2 separate regions of the Ovis aries genome follow, and region 2 is linked to region 1. The links are chromatin contacts, called in public Hi-C maps. All regions are on one chromosome and are shown on one strand. The core of a region is the stretch at or near the end of the contact, and the rest is flanking DNA. Distances in the headings are between cores, read along the strand shown.

Region 1 (4,474 bases), core at 1,371-3,870:
ACATTTTTGTTTAGGAAATGGAACTTGAAATTATAATGAGACAAGGAGTAAATATAATTGGGCTGACAGAGCCAGTTAAATTCAGGGCTGTATCTTTGGTAGTATGCTTGGAGGGCTTTGCGAGGACTGTTTGACTTCATTACTTAAAGTACAAGTAGCCATGGACTGTAGGACAAAGCTGCAATAATGGTTTGCAGGATATCTGTCACAAATTATGCGAAATTATACTAAACGGATGAGGTAAATGAACATGTTATTTACTTATAAGTATATATTATTCTTAGTACTTGAGTTTTATGAGTGGTAATTAAGTTTTTTTTCTCATTTGGATGTCTGATATTTTGCATACCAAATTTAAATATTCAAACAAATGTATATATATTTTATATCAGATATATACACACACACATATAAGGGCTTCCCTCATATATGTATGTTATATCTATTTTATCTCATAATGTGAATTGCAGTGGTCTCTTTTTGCTTCTTTTCTCTGTGAGAGTCAGGATGACAAGGAAAATGCCAGCCTTGACTTTGGAACCAGGTTAGCTCTGAATTTACCAGCTTCATAATTCTGGTCTTCATCTTCCTCACCTATAGTGATATTAATAATACAAATCTTTTAGAGTTTTTGTAAGTACTCAATGTGTAAACTGACTAAAAGCCCATAAAACAATGCATAGCATAGTGCAAACATTCTCCCAAAAGTCAGCTATCATGAAAACATGGTGATGATATTAATATTTAATGAACATTTCATACAGCAAACCTCCTACATAAGCTCAATATTTTATAATGTTAACCTCAAGGAAATGTAAGTTGCCATAAAGCAACTCGATTTTAACCTACTTATTTTTTGATATTGGATAAAGTTAAGTTTTGAAGGAGTATAATACGTATCACAGTGTCAAAAGCAAGTATACAATTAACTCAATCTTTTTTCTCTGTCTTTTTTCTTCCCTCTTTCATCCCTTTCTTTTCTCTCTCTCTTTCACTGTGTCTTACAAAATGGAGAATCCTTTTTGTGGATATTCTAAGAGTCCAGATAGAAATGGAATATTATTAAGTTCTTTTTGAATTTTAAAAAATTTGAATATCAACTAGGTGAAAAACTGATAATGAGTTTAATTGAAAAGACAAACAGCATAAAATCTATGTGCAGAGGATATGCAGAAGGAAAGTGAGTATAGTAATAAATTGATCATCTCAGCAAAGATTGATAACCCCACTGATTATTAAAAGCAGAAGGAAATGGAACGCAATTGAGTGGTTATTTTACATAACACAATTGTTTGCTTTATTTCCTTTAAGTTTTAAAGTTATATTTTCTTTTTCACTTCTTAGACTTGTTTTGGTTTATAAATAAGAAAACAGCTAAAGACCCGTAAAACTTTCAAAGATGTCTAGAATCAGCATTTTATCTTATGTCCACTAGATGGCAGGTAGAGGATTCAGAATGCCTTTCAGAAACTATGTGTAAGCTGTTCTCATTTGCAACACTAGAAGAGAAAACCGATTTGGTTCAAAGTAGGACATTTTGGAAATGAGTCTCTTTTTCTTTCACCTTCCTCAATCTCCCACACATAGCCTTAAAAAAAAAAAAAAGGACTGGTAAAACTGGTAAAAGGGTGTAGAGTTTCTAATAAGGCTTTTATGTCTTTATCTACAGTTACAGGGTAGAACAACAGAACGCTTGCAAATTTATTTTCTTTATTGAAAACTGTATAACTAAAATCCAGCAACAAATCTGTATTTGACTAGCTATGTATTTTTGCAAAAACATTTACAATTTTTTTCTCTTTTGGGCACCTACAATCTAAAATGGTGTGTTTTCTCTGAATAATCTAAATCCTTTTATTTTTCTCAACAAGGAAGTTCCTGTGGATCTCTGTTATGGAAGGGGCAGTTGGAGATTACATTATAACTTGGCAATCAATTTTCTTTCTTTCTTTTTTTTCCTCCCTATCTTCTTTATGATAAGAGAGAGTAGGGAAGTAGAGAACTTTAAGATTCTTTTTCTTTTTTTTCCCCCAGTTTTTATTGGAATCTTTTTTTTTTTTTTTTTCCTGGTTTGAAATGAGTTAGAAAGAATCAAAATTTCTGGTTTGAACACATGCCTTTCCATGCAGGGGCCAATGCCCTGGAAATGTAAAGGGCCAATCTTTGTTACAGAAGGGTTCATTTCAGAGAAGGGTGTGTTCTGCAAAGACAAATAGGTCCCACAGATAGTTGCCAAGGGCACGGAATATATCTTTGCATTACACCTTGAACTAGCGTGTTCATATCACCTCTTTTTTATTGCATGTACCATAAATGACTGTAAAAGTTTGCAAATCATGCAGAGACCTTGGCAGTCAATACTTCGCAGGAAATCTACAAAGAGAGGAGCTGGGGAAGAGATCCAGCCTAGCAGTTTTACTTTTTTTTTTTTTTTTTTTGGCACAGGAACCCTAGGTTGACATTGAGAATTAATGAATGTTCGATTTTTGACAGTGTCTCAGCCAGAGGTGTCCGCAGAGTCACTTAATCTGAAATGTTGGTTTTTTCATTTAGATTAACAGGTAATGGAAACAGTCCTGTGGCCTTATTTACACGGGTTTACTCTAGGTGCTCATTAGTGATGAGGCCATAAAAGAAAGTCTAATTTTTATGTGGGCCAATGTGTGGGCAAGTAGGGTGCCTAGCTATGGAGGCCTTGCCTGCAGCTTTTCCGAAGTCTGTTTTTTAAGAGCCTAGCTCTCCAAAGAGCCAGGCAAGGGTCTGGAGGTTGCTTTTTAGGACCTACACTGTGTTGGTGATGCTGTGGCTGGGGGGAACACTAATCAGCCCCCCTCCTCCGTGTTTAATCTGCCCATTCTGCAGATTTAGGGAAGAGGAGAGTGTTTTTCCACTTTAAATTCAAGGCATTAAAGACGGGTGCCCGGTGAAAAGTCTGACAAAGCAAATACAGACGAGGATACCAAAGCCCGGGATTCGGAGACAAACTCTGCTACTGCTCCAGGCGGGAGGGGCAGACCTCACTGAAGCTACTAGGCAGGGTCGGCGGCGATGAAATGGCTTAGCATCCCCTTTCCCACAGTCGGGGGCCTCGCAGCTTTAAAGCTTCGGCAGTGCCTCGCTTAGGACTGCGCTAGGGACCAAAGGGCTGTGCTTTTCCGGAGAGAGACTGGGTTACTGGGCAGTGAGCGGCGGCGGGAGAAAAAGCCCCGAGCCCTACACTCCAAGATAGGATGGCTTTAGAATGTTCCTCTCATACACACACACCCCACCTCCACCTGCGGCGCCCTCCTCTCCCCAACCCCCGACCCCCACGCCAGTCCTACTGACTGGAATCCTTTACTTCTGATGCAAAAAACATTCAGTGGAGTCCAGGGAGTTTTTGAAATTCTGGCGGAAGCTGCTTTATCCGTTGATTCGCCCCCAGGGTCAAACGTAGCCCCAAAGGTTGAGTTGGGGGATGCGCTGAGCTCAGCTCCAGCCTTAGAATTGCCCCTGAAAACCCCGTGGCCACATCCCGCCTGCGGTTCTTTACATCTGAGTGGCTTAGAAGGGGTCTCTGAGCTTTGCCCAATCCAGAAAGGACCGGCAGGTGGAGAACTGTGCGAGTTTTTTAGTTTTCCTTTTTAATTTTAACCCCGGGCAGGGAAGCGTGCGTGCGGGTGGGCGGTCATCGCCGCTAACTGCGCCCTCCCAGGCGGTGGCCGGCTCCAATATGGGTGCGACGGCTGTGACACCGGGTCAACAGAGGTGGAGCACCTGGGCAGGAAGTGGACACCTCCCGTCTGGGGAAGGTTTCTGTTTAGGCGGAGGGCGTGGAGCTGCCCTCGGAGACAGGGCCTCTAGGAGCTGAGATCTGCAAGACCTTTTCCCCGCAGGTTTCGCCCGCCCGCGCATGCCCTCCCCACCGCTCTGCCAGAGGCCACAGCTTTCCATTCATAGTATCAGAAGCGCTTCTGGGAAAACCCGGAATTTTTATCCAGACGGTCTGGTGGCATTGGGAAGGGGGAAAAAAATCGTGTAAAAAAGTTGATCAAAGCAAAAAGGAAAAGCCCAGGTTAAACAAGACATTTAACAGGAAAGCCAGGCAAAGAATTTTATGAGGCCACTTTGCGGTGTTTAATTTCAGATTAAAAGCAGATATGACATAAACACATATGTGTGTGATTTCTCCCTAAATACTAACTATTGAAACAGAACTTTGTATTTTCGGAAAACCTTGCCCTAAAAAATTATTCCGATCTCTTCCTTCTCTTGTTGTTCCGCCCACCCCTACCCCTGCCATGTGTCAGGTCAGGAGAGACTACTCTCCATAGAGCACATTTTTCATTCTCAGCATCATAAACCCATGCCATGGAGAATCGTAATAAATTAGTTTCAGGAACAATATAAGTGATGCTCTAAAGCTGGGTCAGTTGACATTGGTTGATTTAGTAAAAACTGCCAAAGCTGTAGCTGAGTCAACCTCTCATACTTT
Region 2 (5,097 bases), core at 973-3,472, 160 kb after region 1:
ATAACACTAATCCAGTGGAAGATGAAGGCCTAAAATAGCCTAGTTTATATCCAGTTACCCTTCCTGCTGTAGTGAATAAACTACAAGTTCTCAAGAGAACTCCTAGAGTATTTTCCTGGCCCCTTTTGCTTGTAGGGCCTTGAACTCAATGTTCAGCCCCACCATCTACGAATCTAACAAAAATTCTGCTTAGCTTCTCAGTTACCACCTCTGGAATTAGTAATTATCTGGAGGGAAAAAGCTGTCCCTCTTTGGCTTCCTTTCTCAGCTTGTATTCATACAATGCCTCACTACTTCATGGCCTTAAAATAAAACTTTTAAAGTGCATCTCTTTTCCCTCTCTTTTTCCTAGTGTTGTCAGTAGAAGATTTAGTTTGAAAATATGTATTGTTTGCAGTACTGCCAACAATAGACACTCTACATACATATTTTTAGCCTAATTTCAAATGAGGAAACTGATGCTAGGTGGAATAATTTGTTTCAGTTCAGTTCAGTTGCTCAGCTGTGTCCAACTCTTTATGACTAAGTCCAGGCTGAAGAGAAGAGAGAGGGAAGAGAGAGGGAAGAGAGAGTCCAGTCTTCCTTGTCCATCACCAACTCCCGGAGCTTGCTCTAACTCATGTCCATGAAGTCAGTGATGCCATCCAATCATCTCATTCTCTGTCATCCCCTTCTCCTGCTTTCAGTCTTTCCCAGCATCAGGGTCTTTTCCAATGAGTCAGTTCTTCTCATCAGGTGGCCAAAGTGTTGGAGCTTCAGCTTCAGCATCAGTCCTTGCAATGAATATCCAGGGTTGATTTCCTTTAGGATTGACTGGTTTGAAGTCCAAGGGACACTCAAGAGTGTTCAAAAACATCAATCCTTCAGTGCTCATCCTTCAGTGCTCATATTTCTTTATGGTTCCAGATCTGACATCTATACATGACTACTAGAAAAACCATAGCTTTGATGAAATGGACCTTTGTCAGCAAAGTAAAATCTCTGCTTTTCAATATGCTGTCTAGGTTGGTCATAGCTTTTCTTTCAAGGATCAAGCATCTTTTAATTTCATGGCTGCAGTCACCATATGCAGTGATTTTGGGGCCCAAGAAAATAAAATCTGTCATTGTTTCCATTGGTTCCCCATATATTTGCCATGAAGTGATGGGACCAGATGCCATGATCTTAGTTTTCTGAATGTTGAGTTTTAAGTCAGCTTTTTCACTCTCCTCTTTCACTTTCATCAAGAGGCTCTTTAGTTCCTCTTTGCTTTCTGCCATAAGGATGGTATCCTTTGCATATCTGAGATTATTGATATTTCTCCCAACAGTCTTGATTCCAGCTTGTGCTTATCCAACCAGGGCATTTCACATGCTGTAGTCTGCATATAAGTTAAATAAGCAGGATGACAATGTACAGCTATTGTTCCATATCTGGTTCTAACTATTGCTTCTTGACTTGCATACAGATTTTTCAAGTCACTCATTACGTGGAGGAGCAGAATTTGAACCTAGAATTATCTGAAATAGAAATAGATTTATGTTTATTTCACCCCCAAAACTGTCTTACAGCAAGACTGAAAACAGAAGGACTTTCAGCTTCATCTCATACATAAAAGGAGATTGGAAGTCATCATTCCTCTCACAAGAAAAAACTAGGCAAACTGAGTTGTCAACAGCTTTTCCTGGACTCATCAGAGGAAGAATGTATAAAATCACTGACACCATAAAATCAGTCCATAAGTTAACAACAGTTTCTCTGCCCAACATTCTAGGAATCTGTAGACTCCCACACACCTTTTGCTCTAAAGGTGAGTGGACCTCATCACACCGCGGAGGCAGAAGCTGGGTACCAGCGGAGATGGCACCTGTGACCCCAGCCCCTTGGCCGCAATGGCTGAGCCTGCAGCCCCAGAGAACATGGTTGAAGCAAGAGAGGTAATATACACAGCTCTGGCCTCCGGGCTACGGCAGGGCCAGCAGTGACTGCTCTGCAGCCGTGGAGTCACCTGCAGTGTTGCCACCACCACTTGCAATGGCAGCACCTGCAAATCCAGCAACCTCAGATGCGGCAGAAGCACCCCCCCATCCTGACGCCCCTGCCCTACATGGAGGCAGAGCCCGAAACTCAATGACACTGGACATGGCAGACGTGCCCAGCTTCCCAGTGCCCGGCGACAACGTCAACAACAGCAGTAACACCGGCAGCAGCAAGGAACCAGTGACGCATAAAAAGTGACGAAGGCACACTGAGCAATAATACCTCTGCAGAGGCTGTGGAGGATGCCAAGTGCTGATTCTCCAAGGCAGCCGGGTAAGAGAAGCCAAAACTTGTGCTATAGCACCACCTACTGAAAAACAAAAGAAAGTAATTACTAACCTGTTGACTTGCAATTTTATTCCTGAGCTCATTGAACTGTGTTTCTGAGTTTTCTTGTAGCTTGCTGTTTCATTGTGACAGCTATTTTAAATTCTCTGTGAGATCACAGTATTCTGCTACTTTAACCTTGGTTTCTGGATAACCGTCGTTTTCTTTTGTGATATTATGCTACCCTTTTTTGTGTGTGTGCTCCATATGTTGTTTCATTGTTGGCCCATCTAAGTATTGACACTTGTCTTCTGTAGGTAAAGCTTTTTAAACTTGATTCTAACAATTCAACAGGTCCATAATCCGCCTCCAGAAATTCATCAAATTTTATTTTGGATACGCCTACCAGTTTATGGCTCTAGCAGCTTCTGTTCCATGTAAATCAATCTCAGTTGCTATATTTCTCTAGATGAACTTGTCTGTCAAGATTTTATGAATGGAAGGAATACTTTACTAAAAAGATGGAAACTCTAAAAGTGAACCAAACAGCTCCAGCTCTTCTGGAGCTGAAGAACTCAATAAATAAGATGAAGAATGCATTAGAAAGCATTAGAAATAGAAGAGACAATATGGAAGACAGAATATGTGAGCTCGAAGATAAGAATCTAGAAGTAATACAGGTAGAAGAGAAGAGAGAGATAAGATCTTAAAAAAACGAAGAAATTCTGTGAGGACTATCTAACTGCCTTAGGCAAGGCAAATAAGGATAATGGTTATCCCAGAGGAGAAAAAAAGAAGGAAACAGTTTATTTAAAGAAATAATAGCTGACAACTTCCCATATATGGGAAAGAAACTGGATATACAAGTCCATGAAGTTAAGAGAACACCTAATTACCTTCACGCAAAAAGACCTTCCTCAAGATATAGTATATTAAAACTGTCAAAAAATCAATGACAAAGAAAGAATTTTAAATGCTGTCTGGGAAGAAATGATGGTACCCTGCAAAGGACTCCCCCATCATTCTATCAGCAGATTTCTCTGCAGAAACTCTATAAGCCAGGAAAGAGTAGAATGACACATTCAGAAAAATTTGTTGACACATTCAAAATTTTGAAAAATGAAAACTGTCAAGCAAGAATCCAGCAGTTATCCTTCAGATATGTAGATGAAACAAAGGCTTTTCCCTATTAAACAAAAGCAGAGGGAATTCATCACCAGTAGACCTGACTTTTAATAATTGTTAAAAAGCACTCTTCTATCTAAAGAAAAAGAAAATGTACAGAATTTTGAGTAGGGTGACAAATAGAATCAGAAGATTGTACCTCTATACCAGAATAAGTTGTTGAATAATTAAAGCATGAAGGTTAAAGGGAAAATTTTAGATAATAACTATAATAGCTCTCAGTTCAGTTCAGTCGCTCAGTCGTGTCTGACTCCTTGTGACCCCATGAATCGCAGCACACCAGGCCTCCCTGTCCATCCCTGAGTTCACTCAGACTCACATCCATCGAGTCCATGATGCCATCCAGCTATCTCATCCTGGGTCGTCCCCTTCTCCTCCTGCCCCTAGTCTCTCCCAGCATCAGAGTCTTTTTCAATGAGTCAAATCTTCACATGAGATGTCCAAAGTACTGGAACTTCAGCTTTAGCATCATTCCTTCCAAAGAAATCCCAGGGTTGATCTCCTTCAGAATGGGCTGGTTGGATCTCCTTGCAGTCCAAGGGACTCTCAAGAGTCTTCTCCAACACCACAGTTCAAATGCATCAATTCTTCAGCGCTAAGCCTTCTTCACAGTCCAACTCTCACATCCATACATGATCACAGGAAAAACCAAAGCCTTGACGAGACGGACCTTAGTCGGCAAAGTAATGTCTCTGCTTTTGAATATACCATCTAGGTTGGTCATAATTTTTCTTCCAAAGAGTAAGTGTCTTTTAATTTCTTGGCTGCAGTCACCATCTGCAGTGATTTTGGAGCCCAACAAATAAAGTCTGACACTGTTTCCACTGTTTCCCCATCTATTTCCCATGAAGTGATGGGACCAGATGCCATGATCTTCGTTTTCTGAATGTTGAGCTTTAAGCCAACTTTTTCACTCTGCTCTTTCACTTTCATCAAGAGGCTTTTGAGTTCCTCTTCACTTTCTGCCATAAGGGTGGTGTCATCTGCATATCTGAGGTGATCGATATTTCTCCTGGCAATCTTGATTCCAGCTTGTGTTTCTTCCAGTCTAGCGTTTCTCAGGATGTACTCTGCATAGAAGTTAAATAAGCAGGGTGACAATATACAGCCTTGACGTAAGCCTTTTCCTATTTGGAACCAGTCTGTTGTTCCATGTCCAGTTCTAACTGTTGCTTCCTGACCTGCATACAGATTTCTCAAGAGGCAGGTGAGGTGGTCTGGTATTCCCATCTCTTTCAGAATTGTCCACAGTTTATTGTGATCCACACAGTCAAAGGCTTTGGCATAGTCAATAATAGCTCTAGCTACTTCAATTTGGTTAATAAACTCACATCATAAAAAGAGATTTCTGCTTCTTGCTATGAGGAGTCAATGAGAACAGACTTACTCTTTCACTGTAAAACAAACAAACTAAAAACAGCAAACTGGGCAAAATACATTAAACTATTGTTTTTAGTAGTTTCATTGGCAGATCAAAAGTGCAGGACTGTGATCACTTTGAAAGGACACCGTGTCTTGCTACCAACCTGTCTGTTTGTATGGAGGAAGAGTAGAGAAATCCATAGAGCAGGCAGAGTGGTCTCATTGAGTTGGAAACCAGGAGACAGAGATCAGAGATCAGCATGG

The links. A called contact is a pair of places that touch in the nucleus more often than the background predicts.
Region 2: a contact with region 1 is called in a Hi-C map of hypothalamus, with 6 times the contacts expected there. The contact joins two enhancer-like sites. A contact is called at or near these places in 5 of 16 Hi-C or Micro-C datasets (hypothalamus, liver, mixed tissues and 1 more).

Annotation. Positions count from the first base shown.
Region 1 is chr9:51,688,026-51,692,499 of ARS-UI_Ramb_v3.0, forward strand. No RefSeq gene overlaps it. Among named protein-coding and RNA genes, the nearest start is that of HNF4G, 4.4 kb to the right of the region's middle. Within about 2 kb of position 2,621, at least 10 of the 54 cell types and tissues checked have an H3K27ac peak or open chromatin away from gene starts, as enhancers often do.
Region 2 is chr9:51,851,544-51,856,640 of ARS-UI_Ramb_v3.0, forward strand. No RefSeq gene overlaps it. Among named protein-coding and RNA genes, the nearest start is that of HNF4G, 160 kb to the left of the region's middle. Within about 2 kb of position 2,223, at least 6 of the 54 cell types and tissues checked have an H3K27ac peak or open chromatin away from gene starts, as enhancers often do.